5 separate regions of the Mus musculus genome follow, and regions 1, 3, 4 and 5 are each linked to region 2. Evidence: chromatin contacts called from public ChIA-PET and HiChIP or PLAC-seq data. All regions are on one chromosome and are shown on one strand. Each heading gives the region's core, a stretch centred on a gene start, on an enhancer-like site or on the middle of the called end of the contact. The rest is flanking DNA. Distances are from core to core; before and after follow the strand shown.

What was found. ChIA-PET counts read pairs in DNA pulled down with a chosen protein or histone mark. HiChIP or PLAC-seq counts read pairs in DNA pulled down with a chosen protein or histone mark.
Region 1: a contact with region 2 is called in an HNF4G HiChIP or PLAC-seq map of pancreatic cancer cells. The contact joins two enhancer-like sites. A contact is called at or near these places in 3 of 484 Hi-C or Micro-C datasets (B cells, bone marrow-derived macrophages and centroblasts) and 5 of 115 datasets of contacts at active chromatin or transcription factors (acute myeloid leukemia, fibro-adipogenic progenitors, large pre-B cells and 2 more).
Region 3: a contact with region 2 is called in a FOXA1 HiChIP or PLAC-seq map of pancreatic cancer cells. The contact joins two enhancer-like sites. A contact is called at or near these places in 4 of 484 Hi-C or Micro-C datasets (DN3 thymocytes, bone marrow-derived DN3 thymocytes, epidermal suprabasal cells and 1 more), 3 of 115 datasets of contacts at active chromatin or transcription factors (embryonic stem cells, microglia and pancreatic cancer cells) and 1 of 9 other capture datasets (embryonic stem cells).
Region 4: a contact with region 2 is called in an H3K27ac ChIA-PET map of liver, with 16 times the contacts expected there. The contact joins two enhancer-like sites. A contact is called at or near these places in 1 of 39 promoter capture datasets (liver), 2 of 15 datasets of contacts at CTCF or cohesin (both in the NIH/3T3 cell line), 39 of 484 Hi-C or Micro-C datasets (the AML12 cell line, B cells, the C2C12 cell line and 21 more) and 19 of 115 datasets of contacts at active chromatin or transcription factors (CD8 T cells, the NIH/3T3 cell line, T-cell acute lymphoblastic leukemia and 13 more).
Region 5: a FOXA1 HiChIP or PLAC-seq map of pancreatic cancer cells shows a contact between it and region 2. The contact joins two enhancer-like sites. A contact is called at or near these places in 1 of 15 datasets of contacts at CTCF or cohesin (the NIH/3T3 cell line) and 1 of 115 datasets of contacts at active chromatin or transcription factors (pancreatic cancer cells).

Annotation. Positions count from the first base shown.
Region 1 is chr5:64,665,859-64,669,354 of GRCm38.p6, forward strand. No RefSeq gene overlaps it. Among named protein-coding and RNA genes, the nearest start is that of Gm26761, 32 kb to the right of the region's middle. Within about 2 kb of position 1,298, at least 33 of the 459 cell types and tissues checked have an H3K27ac peak or open chromatin away from gene starts, as enhancers often do. A contact at or near this core is called in pancreatic cancer cells, where this site is marked.
Region 2 is chr5:64,366,337-64,369,908 of GRCm38.p6, forward strand. No RefSeq gene overlaps it. Among named protein-coding and RNA genes, the nearest start is that of Gm43837, 9.8 kb to the right of the region's middle. Within about 2 kb of position 1,300, at least 85 of the 459 cell types and tissues checked have an H3K27ac peak or open chromatin away from gene starts, as enhancers often do. A contact at or near this core is called in liver, muscle stem cells, pancreatic cancer cells and 2 more, where this site is marked.
Region 3 is chr5:64,622,920-64,626,171 of GRCm38.p6, forward strand. No RefSeq gene overlaps it. Among named protein-coding and RNA genes, the nearest start is that of Gm3716, 14 kb to the left of the region's middle. Within about 2 kb of position 1,447, at least 53 of the 459 cell types and tissues checked have an H3K27ac peak or open chromatin away from gene starts, as enhancers often do. A contact at or near this core is called in pancreatic cancer cells, where this site is marked.
Region 4 is chr5:64,860,066-64,863,316 of GRCm38.p6, forward strand. No RefSeq gene overlaps it. Among named protein-coding and RNA genes, the nearest start is that of Gm31889, 18 kb to the right of the region's middle. Within about 2 kb of position 1,961, at least 182 of the 459 cell types and tissues checked have an H3K27ac peak or open chromatin away from gene starts, as enhancers often do. A contact at or near this core is called in liver, muscle stem cells, pancreatic cancer cells and 2 more, where this site is marked.
Region 5 is chr5:64,749,019-64,752,545 of GRCm38.p6, forward strand. No RefSeq gene overlaps it. Among named protein-coding and RNA genes, the nearest start is that of Gm26761, 51 kb to the left of the region's middle. Within about 2 kb of position 2,148, at least 35 of the 459 cell types and tissues checked have an H3K27ac peak or open chromatin away from gene starts, as enhancers often do. A contact at or near this core is called in pancreatic cancer cells, where this site is marked.

The DNA.
Region 1 (3,496 bases), core at 48-2,547, 300 kb after region 2:
AGACTCACTTCTGTTTATCAATCACTAACTCAATCCTAAGAGTAAGTAAATAAATAGATCTTCAAAGTCTTTCACTTTGGGGAACTTGTGGCAGACAAATGAGAAAGAATGGCCGAGGGAGAGACAGTCACTGAAGCACTGGCAGGAGCCAGACCACTGGTCTCTTCTCAGTTGCTAGAGTACTTTGCCTTGGGTTGCCACACATGGCTGTGGTAGTGTGGGGTAGGGGACTTAAATCAAGGAAAGCTGGCTTTTTTCCTTACAGTTCTGAAGGTTCCAAGTCCAAGATGAAGGAATCAGCAGACCTGGTTTTCTGTCCTCAGCTTGCAGGGGCCATCCTCTCCCCATGTCCCCCTCTGCTTGCAGGTGGCAGCCTCTCTTTCCCATAAGGTCCTTCTCTGTGAGTGTCTGCATCCAAACTTTCTTCCGAGCACAGCAGTCAAACGGAATTAGGGCCATCTCAGTGACCTCATCTTAACTCACTGACCTCTATGAAGACTCTGCCTGTAATCTCAGGCAGGGACACTAGGGCAGAAAGGTCCCCTGCACATGAAGCTGAGGCTCTATCGGACCACAGTGCTCTCCATGCAGAGTGGCTTTTGCCTGCTGAAGTTCCTGGAATAACAGTTTTATTTGGTAGGTCATGACCCTGCATCTGTTTCTCCTTCCCTGACTCCTTTCCAAAAATTTCCACTCATATAACCTCCTTTTTTTTTCTTTCAAGAAACAATAAAAACATATCCTTCTAAGTTTCCTGCAACTACACAGCACCATCTTTCCAGAAATTGGTTTTCTGAGAAATGTATGCCTCTAACCCATGCCACAGCCTGTCTTGATATTACTTCATTTAACCCTCTAGAAAAGACCAAGATGCAGACCATGGTGTGGCATATCTTTAATTCCAGCACTCAGGAAGAAAGACCTGGTAGAGATCTCTGAGTTTGAGGCCACCCTGGTCCATGGAGCAAGCTACAAGACAGCCAGTGCTACTCAGAGAAACACTGTCTTTAAAAAAAAAGTAGGTAGGAAGGAAGGAAAGAAGGAAGGAAGGGAGGGAGGGAGGGAGGGAGGGAGGGAGGGAGGGAGGGAGGGAGGGAGGGAGGGAAAGAAGGAGGGAGGAACAAAGGAAGGAAGGAAGGGAGGGAAAGACCAAGACATCTGGAACCTACCATCTTGTCAGTTGAGTGCCTCTTTCATATATTTCTCAAGACACTTTAATTTGTTGTGACCCTCTGCCAGCATCTGCCCCACCCTTAACCCAGCCCATTGAGTAACACTTGGGGAATGCATCTGAGAATGTTCTGGAAGGGTTATCACACACAGCTGTGCATTGCCACGTTCCAGCTCATCTTGCCTAAGGAAGGGTGAAGATGAACCATCGACTCACAAGGCCGAGGAGGGCAGTTCCTGGAGGGACAAAGCTTGATCATGGAAGTGGTGCTTGGTTTATGTTTGCAGTCATTTGGATTCTGCAGAACCAGATAAGAGCCAGATGTGATGCTGTACATCTGTAGCCTCCCAGAGCTGGGAGAGCAGAGATGGGAGGACCCCAAGGACTCACTGGCCAGCTAATCTAGCTAAAATAGTAAGCTTCAAGACCATTGGCAGAAACTAAGGCAACTGAGGAAGAAATTCTGTTGTCAGCCTCTAGTTTCCACTTAACATCCAAACACACATACACACACACACCCCAACATCAGAACACATATACAATGTGGGTGATAGTTTACTAATTTTATAGATGAAGAATCTCAAAGTATGAAATAACTAGGCTGTAAACACAGGGGTGGAGCCAGTATTTGGACATGAATTTGTCTACAATGAGCTTTGTTCTTGCTGTTCACACTCTCTCCCCTCCCCCATCACACTATCAAGTGTTAGCCTTTTTTTCCCTACACAGAGCACCTGTCATCCCACACTGAATTCTACTCATGACTTCTGTGTTCTCACCAACCCATTTACAGGATACAGCTATGCACCAGTGGGTGGTCCAGAGTTTAGGGAAATAAATCTCTTTGAATGAGAAATTTTTTAATAGTAAAATTACAACAGTTTAAAGCTTTCATATACAGTCCAGTTGCTCTTCTTAAAGTTATATTGGTGGTTGAAATGAAAAGGATTATCTCTTTCAAAATATCAGTGATTGCACTGAAAAGCTTTTTCTCCACTCTTCTGGTCAGTAGCAGCTATAAGTGAAGAACAGAGTCTCCCAATCTATGGGGACAAAGGTTCAGCCTCAAAGAGCCTGGCTGTGAGACATATCCAAGGCCTCTCTCTAGCTGTGGACTGGACCAGGAGGCCGCCAGAAGTCAGGCTTGAAGATATGGGTTCCCCGGGTGGCATCTAAGCCTTAGATTCCCAAACTTGCCTCTGAATTTGAGCCACCCGCTACCTTTTAAAACGTTTTTAAACTTAGTATAACTCTGTGTGTGTGTGTGTGTGTGTGTGTGTGTGTGTGTGTGTGTGTACATGATGAGGAATTACATGCCATAGTGCTCTGTGTACTTAGTTATTTCCTTCCACCTTTACATGGACTCTGGGTTCTAGGGATTAAACGCAGGCTCTCGTCTGGCCATCTTTTAAAATTATAGATGCTTGGGTATGGCTTCCACCCCAAGAGTCTGACGCCAATGCCCAGGGCGAAGCCTGAGCATCAACAGCCATGCATTGCCATACGGGGTTAATATGGAGCAGCAGGTGAAAGCCGCCCAGGCACTTTAGTGGTACAGATTACCAATAGTTGGAATGCAGGTTTTAGTGAATGAAGTTATAGCTGTGAGTTAAAATGGCTAACACGTGACTCGAACCAATAGGAAAGCTATTTATTGATCAATGACTAATAGGTTGAAAAGTAACACAATATGTATGCAATGTCATGATGTGTTTGTATGCAAATATAAACCAGTAAGCATCCCAAGATTGGGTTAGCCATCAGTGACAACTTTAGCTTTATATGTAAGCGGATGTACTGATATAATATTACTTTGAAATTAAGAATAAAATAGGTTTGTCTTGTGTGCATGTGTGTGCAAGTACACATGTATGTGTGTATATATATATATGTATTTACACACACACACATATATATGTGCACGTGAACACTATGGTGCCAGTCCTTAGAAGCCACCCACGGTGTTTTTTGAAACAGGATCTCTCATTGACTTGGACGACACTTGACAAGAGGCAAGGCTGACTGGTCAGCAAATCCCAGAGACCTGCCTCTCCAGCACAGAACCACGAGCACACATCGCCACACCTAATTTATTTTATATTATATATATATATATTATATATATATATATATATAGAGAGAGAGAGAGAGAGAGAGAGAGAGAACTCAGCTCCTCGGGCTTACACTCTATGCTCTGAGCTCTCTCCCTAGTCTGAAGAAATGTATCTTTTTCTGTGGTTTGCTTTTTTGTAGTTGTTACTTGTTTGCTTGAGCTCATTATAGCTCAGAAGCATCAAACCCACAGCAACCTTCTTGCCTCAGCCT
Region 2 (3,572 bases), core at 50-2,549:
GAAGAATAATTGTAAAGGAAGGGCAGGCTGCCCAACAGCGACCGAATGGATGACTGAGGAGTGGACGACTGGGGAAGGCCCTGGAGGGCTTGAGAGAACATGGAGCTCTATGGCTTACAGACACAAGTTGGTGGATGCAGTTGTGAGTTAAGCTTGCCTTCCGAGTGACACTGACCTTGGTCATGCAAGTTGCTGGGGCTCTAAAAGAAGAAAAGATTTTAGGAAAAAGAAAAAAAAACTTTTAAGAAATGCAACATTCAGCTGAAACTTGGAAGAGGAGTCTAAACATTACTTTGGCTCGTAGCTTAGTGCACGAAAGTAGAGTGAGAGACCAGTTCGCAGAAAAGGGTTAGTTTTGAAACTCTACTGTGTGTAAAAAAGACAGCCAGAAAGCAGCTCAAGTCAACCTCATGTGTAACCGCAGCATCAGAAAAACATGAGGCAGGGGCAGTTGGCAGGAGGCATGTCTATCTGTCTTCCATCAGTCTGTCTATCTATCTATCTATCTATCTATCTATCTATCTATCTATCTATCATCACTTAACTATTACAAATTTACCCCCATGAAAGCAATAGGGGCAGAAACCTGAGTTTTGTGGGTCTCTGTTATGGTAATCTTCATTCTCACCTTGGCCGGATTCAGAATTACATAGGAGCCACTCTGTGACTGTGTTCCCCAAAGGGCTAACTGAGAAGAAAATAGCCCTAAATGTGGGAAGCACCATCTCTTAGGGTCCTGGACTGAAAAGGCAAAGTGGGGGTGAGGTGGGGTGGGGTGGGGGAGGCTGAGCACCAGCTTCCATCTCTCTGCTTCTTGACCACGGTCTCCTGCCTTGCCTTTCCTGCCACAACAGATCGCATGCTTCCCTACCAATGAACTTTTCTTCTTAGGTTTCTTTTGTTAGGGAGTCTATCAGAGCAATGAGAAACATAACAGTCTCCTGATGTCATTTTAAGTGTTATCTACAACAGGGAGAACTCTGCTGTCCCCCTCAATGACTAAGTCAGGCTTACAACTTCTGGGTTGGGTTGAGGCAATTAAAAAAAAAAAAGCCTTTGAATTGGAAAAAAAAAGCCTTCTTTCAGATTTTAGCTTTTCAAGTCTAAAGTAATAGTTAAACACCGAACCGGAGTTAACCTTAAATCTTCTCTTTTCTCTCTTGGCATTGACTCCCTCCTCCTGGAAGTCTGCCCTGGGAAGCTTGCTCCTCCTCCTCCCCTCTCTCAGCTCACCTCCTCCCCTTGCTGGGCGCCATTCCCCTGCATGCCTGGAACGCAGCCCAGCGAGGAGAGCGGTGACAGAACAAGAGTCTTCTCTCACGTGTCAGGGTGGCCCAAGCCTTTTGGGCTGGGCAGCTGGCCTCCCTGGAGAGACCTGGCAGCCCATGAAAGCTGACCCTGTCAGAGGCCTCCAGCCGGGCAGCTTTCTCTGTCTATCCCCTGACTTGGGCTGAAGAGTCTCTGTGCCTCAGGGTGGCCTTATGTGACTCCTTCCCCAGCTGCAGGGATTCTTATGGGCTAAAAACCAGCCTCTTTCCATTGAGGTCTTCTGTTCAGGCCCACAGGTCCCAAGGCCATGGTGGCCTTACCAGTGACCTTTCCCACGGGGACCCATATCTGATGTGGGGACGTCTCTTGCTCTGTCACCAGTGGTCATCACTAACATTTGAATGTCACATTACCCATCACTGTCCTATGACCACATCTACTATCTAGTGACATTAATGTTCACCGCCACCTGCAGGACAGGTGAATCTGGCAAGCTGTATCTGTGACATTGGCTCTAAACTTCTGCCTGCCGTTTGTACACCATGAGACACCACATGGATGTTTCACTTACCACTGACTCTGTTGCAGAAGCAGAAACCAGGAGAGTGAGCCTTTATAGACCAGGAAGAACTTACCATGAGGCTTTGAGCAGTTCAGGAGTATCTCTGGGTCTCAGTTTTCCCAACTAGCAAATGGGGTGGACTTGTTATCATCTGGGTCGTTTCTCACACTAAAATTCCATGACCTAACCCAGCTCTAGCATAAAGAATGGCATGGAGGGGTGTGGAACTAGAGGATGAAAGGACTGCATAGGATCGTGGCCACAGCCAGGCTCAGAGAGACTGGTATAAATGCCCCTGAAATCTTTAACATGACAAAAGGTTAAGTACATACTTAAAATGCCTTGAAATCTAGGTCTTTGATAATTGCTTCTTTTTAGCTCTAAAGAGAAGGCTCAATAACAGGAGAGGCTTCAGCACATTGTTTCAAGCGAGACCCTTAAAACATTTGCTCTTCTGACTCATTAACTCCGCACCAGAAATAGATTCAAAGAACCCATCAGAAGCATACACAAAGATTTATTCACAGGAGTGTGATTCATGGTCATCTTCATGGTAGTATAAACTACAAGCTACTCCTTTTATTCCATCTGTGCTCACAGGATACATCCTCAGAGAGGGTTTCCAACTGCACCTGCGTCAGGTCTGGGGAGATGGCTCTGTTGGCAACCTGCTTGCTGTATAAGTGTGAGGACAGGAATTTGGTCCCCTAGAGCACATGTTAAAAACAAAATGAGCTAGGTGAGTGTAATGGTGCCAACCTCTAATCCCAGAACTCAGGAGGCAGAGGTAAGCAGATCTCTGTGAGTTCAAGGTCACTTTGGTCTACATAGAGTGCTCCAGGACAGCCCAGACTACGGAGAGATCTTGTCTTGAAAGAAAGAAAGAAAGAAAGAAAGAAAGAAAGAAAGAAAGAAAGAAAGAAAGAGAGGGGGGAGGGAGGGAGGGAGGGAGGGAGGAAGGAAGGAAGGAAGGAAGGAAGGAAGGAAGGAAGGAAGGAAGGAAGGAAGGAAAAGAAAAAGAAGAAAGGGGGCTAGAGAGATAACTCAGAAATTAAGAACACTAGCTGTTCTTCCAGAAGACCTGGGTTTGATTTCCACACAGTATCAGGGATCTAGTGCACTTTTCTGGCCCCCACAGATACGGCACACATATCTACATTCAGGCAAAATGCCAATACACATAAACCTTACACATAAACCATTAAAAAAAAATTAAGCCAAACATAACAGATGCCTATAATCCCAGTGTTCAGGATGCAGAGACAGAAGGATCTCTGCAGTTCATTGGCCAGCCATTCTATCCAAACTGGTAAGTTTCAGGGAGAAACCCTGTATCAAAAGCTGACATTAACTTTTGATCTCCACCTATCTGCAGGTACTCTTATGCTTACACACACACACACACACACACACACACACACACACACACCACATATATGCACATAAATATACACAGTCTTGTCTGTATTTTACATCAACATCACATTTGATGTATGCATACATTTGTTTCTTTTTATTCCAACTAAGATGTGTGGGTTTCTATGCTGGTCTTCTATGACTGGAAGCACATTTAAATCCAAGGACGTTTTAAAGAAAAACAATTTGAAAAAAATTAGACATAAAGATGAATATTAGTTAAGAATAAGAAGAAAAGGTCATTGAACAGTTTCTTAGCAGTCTAGCATGCAATGAATCTGAGTCCAAAATTAACTCCTTGGCCTGTTTTGTTCATAGCTAGGTC
Region 3 (3,252 bases), core at 197-2,696, 260 kb after region 2:
ATTCAAACCAGGGCCTCTCACATGCTGTCAGCAATGTTCCACTGGCTGCATCTCCACAGAGGGGGGAAAGGGTGTTTTGTTGGGGTTTTGTTGTTGTTGTTTTGGTGGTGGTTGCTTGCTTGCTTTTGGTTGGTTTGGTTTGTCAGGACAAGGTTTTTCTGTGTAACAGCTCTTGCTGGAACTTGCTTTATAGGTCAGAGTGGTCTCTAACTCACAGAGATCTGCTTGCCTCTTCCTCCCAAGTGCTGGGCTTAACTGCTTGTACCACCACCTCCCGGCTCGGCTTGCTTTTAGATACCGCCCCACCCCTCCCCCACTCCTACCCCACCCCCAGCACACACATACCCCATTATCTGTGGTCGTAGGGATCTCACCAAAGGCCTGATGCGTAGCAACGGCTCTTTCATTGAGCTTTATCCCCAAAGCCCCCTACTATTCTACTATTGAAGATCTTTTAAAATGCATCAATTTGTCCTAAACATCTATGAGGATGCTATCCCAGATCTAAGACATTGCTGACCCTGTCTTTATCTTACTGTACAAGGAAGAAACGGGCACAATGTTAACATTTTGATCGTCCGTCCCTGCACCACCTCACATTACCGCACACCTCTGTGGAACACTTACTGGGCAAAACTAACTAAAAGTATTCAGCTGAACTACCCCAAGCCCCCTCTCTCCATCCCTCTGCTGAGTCACACTAGGAGCACAGACTCTGAAAAGTAGGCGATCTGTTTTGTGCACTATTTGCAGTGTTTTAGGCTTTAGAGAGAAGGACCTATTGTGTATCAACATCACACAAACCTCTATAAAAATCCTAACCTTCGGCATGTTCCAGAGCTGTGTAAACTAGCTAACAGCTGTGGCAGTATCCTGCAGTGACTGGGTCAAGCCAGGAACCAGCCCACACAGGTGCCCAGCCTAGCAGGAGAGGCCCAGCCTCCTCCACCCACCTCCACCCCTCCCCCGCACACACTCCCCTACACCTGCTGTGCTCGGCTTCCAGGTTCCCAGGCTCCTCTGCTCTGATGTGGACCCACAGATAGAAATGTCACCTGGACTTAGCTAAGGTTCAAAGAGCTGGTGGTGATAGCTAGTCCTGGCTGTGGGTATAAGGAAGGACACTGCCTACTTTGGTGGTGCTAAAGCCGTCAACAGTGTGTGGGATGTCGGAGGAAGACAGAAACAGACCTTTTTTTTCTTTCCAACACATTTTGACTTTGTATCCTGTGTGTTTGTTATAGAAAGAAAGTTGCAGGCCAAAGAGAACCAAAGCTAATGCTGTTGGCACAAGGGGCTGGTGAGAAAGATGAGAAGGATTGGTACCCACTAATAATCAGATTTCTGGGGCTCTTCTTGTTGGTTCCCACGAAAAGGTAACAGCCTTCCTGAAGAATTCTAATGCCTTCAAATCAGTTGCTCAGGAAAGGGCCAGTGGGTTCCCCTTTGTTAATCATTGATTGAGTCACTGCAACAATACCAGAATGTGCAAGTACAAATGACCAGAAGTGTGTGGAACTAAAAAAAGAAAAAAAGGGGGGCCCTCAGGAAGGACTCAAGGATACACCCACACTGGGGCTCCGTTGATGAATCGCTTGCCTAGGATGCATGAAGCACAGTTCAGTGCCTAATACCACATAAACTAGACACGGTGATACACGCCTGTAACGCTGGCATTTGAGAGGCAGAAGCAGGAAGATTAGTGTAAGGTCATCCTCGGCTATAGAAACAGTTTGAGGCTAGCCTGGGTTACACAAAGTACTGTCTTTATTATTTATTTTTATGTGTGGTGTTTGCTAGTAAGAAGGTCATTAGCTTCGTGGCAAGCCGTGGAAGATACAAAGTGTCTGAAGGTGGGTGCCCCAGGGCTCCGGGTTTACGTTAACCATTCTACATTTTCTGATTTGTAAAAATCATATTAAAATATATTTTTCCATGAAAAAACGTCCCAGTATTTAAAATAACCTTTCTTTAAAGTGAAGACATCTAAGGAATCTAAACAATGTGTGAATCTATGAAAATGGGGGTGGAAAGGATTGCTCCCATCTTCTGAGGAAGAGAGAGACTGGTTGAACCAAAACTAATAGGACTTCCCTTTACTGAAGTGACTTTCAGTTACCCTACCCTCAGAACAGGCAGTTGAATCTGGACCTTTCCAAATTGTCAACGAATGAAAAAAAGTAGACAAATTGAGAGCAATGAACATTTGGGATCTGGAGTGGGGTGGGTATAATTAGTGTGAAATGTGCTAAGTGTTTCCACTGGTTTCTGGGGGGTTTTAAAACTTTATTTTCGGTGATTCATGGGCCACAAATCATTGAAAATACTAAAGAGGAAAAGAAGCCAGAGGGTAACTGCATAAACACCCCCTCAGCTTTCAATAAAATTCCACAGCAGCATTTGGAAGGAGGGGTTTGCCCCCAGTATGGTAATAGTTATCAACCCCAATAACATTGAGGGGAAAAAATACAACTCCAAGTGTTTGCCCTACTGAACATTGATCAATTAGAGAGCATCACTCTCTCATAAAAGGGGACGCCATAGTCACTAATGTAATTGAGTTTGCAGGATGGAAGCAAGGCTAACCCGACCACACGCTCCATATATTCTCCATTATGAAATTCCAGCTGATGGCTAGTGTTACCACAAGATGCCATGCCAGGCCCAGAATTACCCAGTGTGGTGGGCTCTGTGACCTAACCTAATATCCTGCTGAATTTGCCTAGGCAAACATTCTACTAGAGTCACTTTTAGCGAAGGGTTTTCAGATCTGAAACCACACAGTTGGATGGGAAAGTCCCCATTTTCTTCAGTGAGAAGGGCTCTTATAGAAAGATGCTGGGATTTCAAAATCAATGGCAAAGCCAGGCTGGCAAAAGCTGAATTAGCAGCTGCTCTGTGGGATTGCTATTGCTTGTACGCCCCCATCCCCACCCCAACCCTCCCCCCACCACCAACGACCTCCTTCTGGCACTGGCTTTGAAGTCCCCTGCACACCTGTGTAGATTATAAAACAAGGAGGCTGAGCTTCCACACCCAAACTCTAAATTCACAATGCACCTCAACAGTTAAGACATGCCCTCCAGCGTCTTGTGTAAAAGTTAAACCCAACCTTGATCTAATCTCCTGAAGTGGTTAACCCTTGCCCGGATTTAGCACACACTCCCAGTGCCAGGGAGAGAGAAGTCTCGCTATCAGAAACTTACATCACTGGGGCAAGCGCGCCTTTGGGATAGGTGCCCTCAGAACCCT
Region 4 (3,251 bases), core at 711-3,210, 490 kb after region 2:
ATGCTGAACTTTCAACTATTCCCCTTGGACTGCTATGCCCTCCACCATGACAATAATAGACTAGATCTCTGAACTGTAGGCCAACCCCAATGACTTGTTTTCCTTTGTAACAGTTACCAAGGTCATGTCATCACTTTACAGCAATAGAAACACTAAGATACCTACTTAGTGAGTTTCAGGTCATCAGGGGGCTACACAGTGAGTCCCTGTCTAGAATAGACTAACAGGACCGCACATTGGGATGGGGGAGGAATGGGATGTGTGGTGGTAGGTGAGTATGCATGTGCCGCTAGCATATTCTGGGTCAGAGAACAACTTGCAGGCACCAGCTTTCTCCTTCTACCTTGTGAATCCAGAGAATCTTACTCAGGCAGTCAGACACTGAGCCGTCTCACTGGCCCAAAGTATTTGATTTTTAAAATTGTCATTTGAGTCGCTGGCTTGGGTTCTATTTAAAAATCACTAAGTGAATTTTGACTCGGAGTTAGGAAAGATGTTTCCAACAGTTTCTAAGATGATCCTAAACATACGTATTCCATTTTTATAGTATATATGCATGCAAAGGGGGGGGGCGGAATTCTTGGCATTAATGGCTATAAATCAAAATATCAACCGATTTAAAAAATGTCAAAGATAGTTTATGTTTTGCAGCATCAAATATTCAGCCAAGATTTAATTATTTATGTAAAAATAAGTAAGTGCATGCATCTTGCTGATGGAAAGGATTACACTCATCTTTAACAAGTGGCAAAATGACACACAGACCAAATAATTGCTTTAAAATACATTTCTTTATGATTAATTTTCTGTCCATGTTTAGATTGTATCCTTATTTTATATATTTGTATATCCAGGGCTGCATAAAATTTTCTCCAGCTAAAAGAGGTAACCAGTGGGGAAAGCTGAAGAAGTCCTTCACTTACTGCTAGCCACGTGGGGGAGGGGTGCATGCACAGAGGAGGGTTGGTGTTTCTTGCAGATAGCAAGAAAGTGAAAGTTTAAGCTGAGCTTGCCCTCAGCTTGCTGCCAAGTTCACCCACCAGGTTAAGCCGCCTCCTTTCTCCCTAGCTACCAAAGTTCCAAGAGAGGAACAGGGCAGTCACGGATGACACGGCCTGGGAGAGAGTCGCAGCAGTGAGAACTCAAGGAAGCAAGGGCAAGGAGGATTCTTGTGGTCCCAAGTACTTTTAAAATCTTGTGTAAAGATATTACATTCATGTGCAATTGTGTCTTAAAACAACAGCAGCAGCAACAACAACACACACATAGCAGCAACACACACACATACACCACACACACATAACAATAACACACACACAACCAAACAAGAAAGAAATACATGAAAGTGAAAGAGGAGATTTCTACTTCTGTGTAGGATGCAGACCAGAGTTTCTGCCAAGAGAAACTGGAAAAACCAGGTTCGATTGAGAGAGAGAGAAAAAAAACCAGCTTTCAAAATCACCGCTGAGCTGGAGGAAGCAGTAAGTATAGGGAGGGGCTGAGGAGCCAGTGGCTAACTGGCTACCACTTTGCTTCTGGGGCCAGCAGATCCACGGATGGGGTGGGAGCCACAAAGCAGCTCTGTCCCTAGAGGCAATGTCACAGCTGTCCCGTGGCGCACAGGACTGTTGAAAACTAAATAGCAACATACTTGTGTTTTCGTCTGTCTCTCCCTGTAAGTTAGAAATCTAACATGTGGCAGGGTCTGTCTGTCTCCTCGTTGCTATATTCCAGCCCTGCACTTGGCACACAGTACCCATTTAGGAATAGCTGTCCGATCGAATCAAACTGAAGCTAATTGAAACAGTGGATGCTTTCTGGCTGTGGATTCCTAAAGCGTTTCTTCATGCTTCAGCTCCGTTTGGACTTTGCCCTCTGGTTCTCCCTGTAATACCTGGAAGCAGGGTGGGGTGGGGGTGGAGCAAGCTCTAGTTCAAACTCCTACTCCCAGGCCCAAGCCTTCGTCCGGAAGTCTCTCTCTAACCACAAGAGTCCGAGGTCCTCACAGAGCTTCTCAGACTGTTCTGGGAACTGGCGGGGCATCCAGTTTGTTTCCTTCAAACCATTGCGCAATCTTGCCAAGGTCTGGAAGGTCCCTCAAGTCCGACACCTGCTTCTCCTACACCTACAACAAGACCCTAAAGCCAGGCTAGCCCACCTTCAATCCCATCACCAGGCCTCTGGGTCACTCTCCACACTCTTATTGTTCCGGGAACATCCATCCCACACTGGAGGTCCCTGTAAGACCTCACTTGCAGGACGCACCAAGAACTGTGCTTTTCTGTATTTTATATCTTCTCCAGATAGAGAAATCCCCAAAACGAAAGCCCTCAAAGCTGGGATTCACTCCCAGCCTTGTTGCTGTTACAGTCGTAGACCATCTGTTTTCTCATGCAACCGACTCGGTCTTTTTTGGCTTGAATCCAAAGTAGCAACTTGGAGCACCCCCAGACAGCGCTCAGACAGTCAGGCCCGGGAAGACAGATTTGTGTGATCAACATTTACATAGGGCTTAAAACCTTTGGGTGACAATGGCTGTGGGTGTGGGTGAACATGGAGCCCTAAAAAGTTGACATGGGAACTTCACACGGTCTTGCAGTGTTTCTCTAACCCCAGAAAGTCTGGGGTGCCAAGTACCCCAGGGATTGCGCTGCCTCCAGAACCACACAATAGAGTTGATTTTTTTTTTTGTTTTGTTTTTTAATTGTAAATGATCTTAGAATGCTTGAAGTAACTAAGATTTTGAGCTGGGCTGCATTCATACATATGACCCGCATATCCTGGGTACATGTGGGTCATGGGCTTGAAGTTTGGACACGTCTGAGCCATACCTGGGGAGGGTGAATGGCTTGGTCTCTACAGAAGCTTCCCTGTTCCAGACCTGTCCTAAGCCGGTGGCCCTTTTATTTATTTATTTTTCCAATTTTTTTATTAGGTATTTACTTCATTTACATTTCAAATGCTATCCCGAAAGAAGACTGGCTTCTAGGCAGCTAGGATGAAGGTCTTTTTTTTTTTTTTTAATTTTTATTAGGTATTTTCTTCATTTACCTTTCCAGTGCTATCCCAAAAGTCCCCCATACCCTCCCCCCACACACACCCACTCACTCCCACTTCTTGGCCCTGGCGTTCCCCTGTACTGGGGCATATAAAGTTTGCAAGACCAAGGAGCCTCTCTTCCAATGATGGCAGACTAGACTATCTTCTGATACATATGCAGCTAGAGACATGAGATCTAGGGGTCCTAGTTA
Region 5 (3,527 bases), core at 898-3,397, 380 kb after region 2:
CATGCATGTGTAGGCCATGCTCTAGGCTGTCTTTCTCAATTGCTGTTCCCCTTAATGTTTTGAGACAGCATCTCTCACTGAACCTGAAGCTCCCAGACTAAGCCAGGCTTTCTGACCAGTGAGCCCCCAGAGAACCATCTGTCTCTTCTTCCTTAACACTGGGATTACAGACATCGCCATTTCTTTTTTTTTTTTCTTTTGTGGATTCTGGGATACAAACTCAGATCCTTAAACATCCTTAAACATGTGACAGGCATTCTACCATGCCCAGCTCAGTCACCCTTGTTAAAGAGAGGTTCTGTAGAGTCAAAGTCAGATTCATCGGAAGTCCTCTTCCTTTCCCAGATAGATTCATGGTGACAAGTATCTCCTTCAGATGTTCCAGATTCTACACTAGTGATAAATAAAGATTATACTTGTTAAAGATGGGGGGTGGGAGATTGAAGAAAGAGAGAGAGAGAGAGAGAGAGAGATAGAGAGAGAGAGAGAAGTGTTTTGAGGGGGAGGGGTGGAGAAGCAGGAAGAAAAGGAAGAAGAGAAAGAAAGAGAAGGAGGAAGACTGACCTGAGCCAAAACCCGCCCTAGGGTGTGGCACTGCAGCCCCGTGCTAGCCTAGAGGCAAAGCCAGGCATAAAGGAGTTATTCTCTCACAAACAAAAGCTGGGAAAGAAGCCCTTTTTCCTTTTCCTTAAAAAAAAAAAAAAGTCTTAATGAAAATAATTTTAAAGTCGCACCCTGAAACTTTGACTTGATACTCTTACATTGCTGCCGTTAAAGTCGGTTTCTCTCTTTCCCTGGAAACTGTCCTATGACGCGTACGTTTCTTGAGGGGGAAAACCAAAACAGTCCCCCTTTCTAAGGACAAAGAACGTGCCGAGTCTTCACAGTTACTCATCAAGCATGCTTAGGCCTCAGCTACCCTGGGCTCAGTCCTAGACAGCTGCTCTGAAACCATGAAAACCATTGCATTGCTAGTTACCGGAGGAGCGGGTGTGTGTGTGTGTGTGTGTGTGTGTGTGTGTGTGTGTGTGTGTAAGTGCTGTGATCGCTCTATCAGTGCTGGGGATGTCTGTGTTAAGGTTAAACCTTTATATTTTAATCTTATGAAGTCCCTTCCATTCCTCCCTAGCTGGGGACACCTTCGGTGGCATTGTTCTTGCCATTTTGTTTTGTTTTTTATTCATTGTTGTTTTGTTGTTCACTTTGAGATAAGATCTTACTCTGTAACCCAAGATGCCTGGAGCACATGGTAACTCAGGCTGACCTCAAACTCAGAACCATCCTCCTGCCTCAGTCTTCCCAGTGCTGTGATTATATACATGTTACCACTTCCAGCTGCATCCCTTTTATCCCTTTGTTCTGGCTGGCCTTGCTCCTATGGAAATGCACTCATATATATCTAATTCTGCAAGGATCTGCAAGGATTTCTCAAATACCCAGAGAGACCCAGAGAAGCCAGATTGAGAAGCCCTAAACTGAGATGGCACTGCCAAGAATCCACATGTAATAGAATCAGAGAGACGGCAGGTGCGATGAACCTGTATAGCAACTGCAGACCAAAGCCAGTCTCAGTATCTGGGTAATAGAGAAAGACCTGCCCATCCTGAGTCAGTCCTTATCAGACACGCCCAAATCTATTATGGGAAACAAGAGTATGTCATCAATACACTGTTATTACATACAGCATATGATGGTGTCCTTGAGGTAATGCCAAGTCACAAGACTTACTGATAATAAGAAGTTCTCATCAAAAACCCATATACCAGCATCAAGTACCAGAAACAGGTAAATGAAGGGCCCTGCCCATCAGAGCCCTTGATCTTGACATCACACACTGCTTATTGCTTCCAGTGTACCAGGCATTCTTAGCCCTTCATCAACTTCAAAGATCTCTCTCTCTCTCTCTCTCTCTCTCTCTCTCTCTCTCTCTCTCTCACACACACACACACACACACACACACACACACACACACACACACACACACACAAACACGAAGGGAGCAAGTGTCATTTTCCTGGGATCTATCTAATCTTTTGCAAGCCTCCTGGCCACAGTCCAAAAATTTCTGTCCTCACAATAACTTGTACATTTGCACAGTGACTGATCTGTGGTAGTCATACACACGGCACTTTAAACATCCCATGGACATGGTTTTGAAACTTCTTACTCGTGGTTTTGAGGTAGGATCAAATCATGTTCATGGCCAGCCTGGAACTCACAACAATCTCCCTTGCCTCTGACTCCCTCCCCAGTATTGGGAATTCAGATATCCACCAGCATACCTGTGCTTTAGCCTCCTTTAGCTCACAGGCTATGCAAGCAGGAGGCATTTCAGAGGCAATCAGAGGCTGATTTATAAATAAGGAAATGAGACTTGGATGATACAGGGTACTGGCACAGCTGTACCCTTCCCCGGGGGAAGGAAGCAATCCTTCAGGAAGTTATTCCACGCTGCCCTGGCTCAAAGTGCACCAAAGTCACCACACAGGCTTTGGTGACAACAGCTCGAGAGACAGTGACATTAGTCCAGGACAGAACGGCCAGAGACAAGGAGTGCCAAACCCTGGTGTCATTGTCATAGAAGCAGAGGCACCCAAATGAGCTTCCCCTCACTCCAAAGGGGGAAGCCTGGTCCACAAAACTAACAAGACATCATATTTAAAGTCACCCCAAAGGAGGCCAGGAAACCAAACCTGTGCCCTGACGCTACCTACCTCTAAGAACGCCAGGGGCAACTCATCCTAAAGCCTGCCTAAAGTAGGGAGAGAAAGGAGAGACCCTGCCCCCAAGCAGTCACCTTTTTGTCTTATCAAGCTGGAAGGATGAGTGACTGCCCTGTTTCCAATGCATTTAAACTGTCCTCAGCCTGAGGACCGCTCTCGGGGTTTTCATTGTCCCTGAAAAGCAAACATAGAAGAGAGAGGGAGATCATCTGAGAGAAACAAACCAGGGAAAGAGATCGGGTGAGGGTGTGACCTGTGGCTCCTGACTAATGCCACTCATGACTCCTCACTGAATGACAGTAGATGACAAACTGAGAAAGAAAGCTGGCATGCCTGAGCACCCGGGCCTGATGCTCAGGCTCAGCAAAGCAAAAGCAAAACAAAGCCAACCCACCGCATGGTCCAGCACCTGTAGCCCCAGCTACTCAGGAGGCTGAGACAGAAGGATTGCATATTAGAGTCTGAGACCATACCAGGGAGTGGTGGCAAACACTTTTAATCCCAGCATTTGGGAGGCAGAGGCAGGCAGGTCTCTGTGAGTTTGAGGCCAGCCTGGTCTACAGAGTGAGTTCCAGGACAGCCAGGGCTACCCAGAGAAACCTCAAATACACAAACAAAGAAACAAACAAACAACAAAAGTCTGAGGCTAGGTAGACAACATTGCAAGACCATGTCTGCTGAAACAACAACCAAACCACACTAATACCGAAACAAACAAGGTTCTATCCCCTCTCCTAGGGGACATAACACTGGAATAGGAGAACATAGCACATAGTTGTTTAACTGTAGTTTTGTTTGTTTAT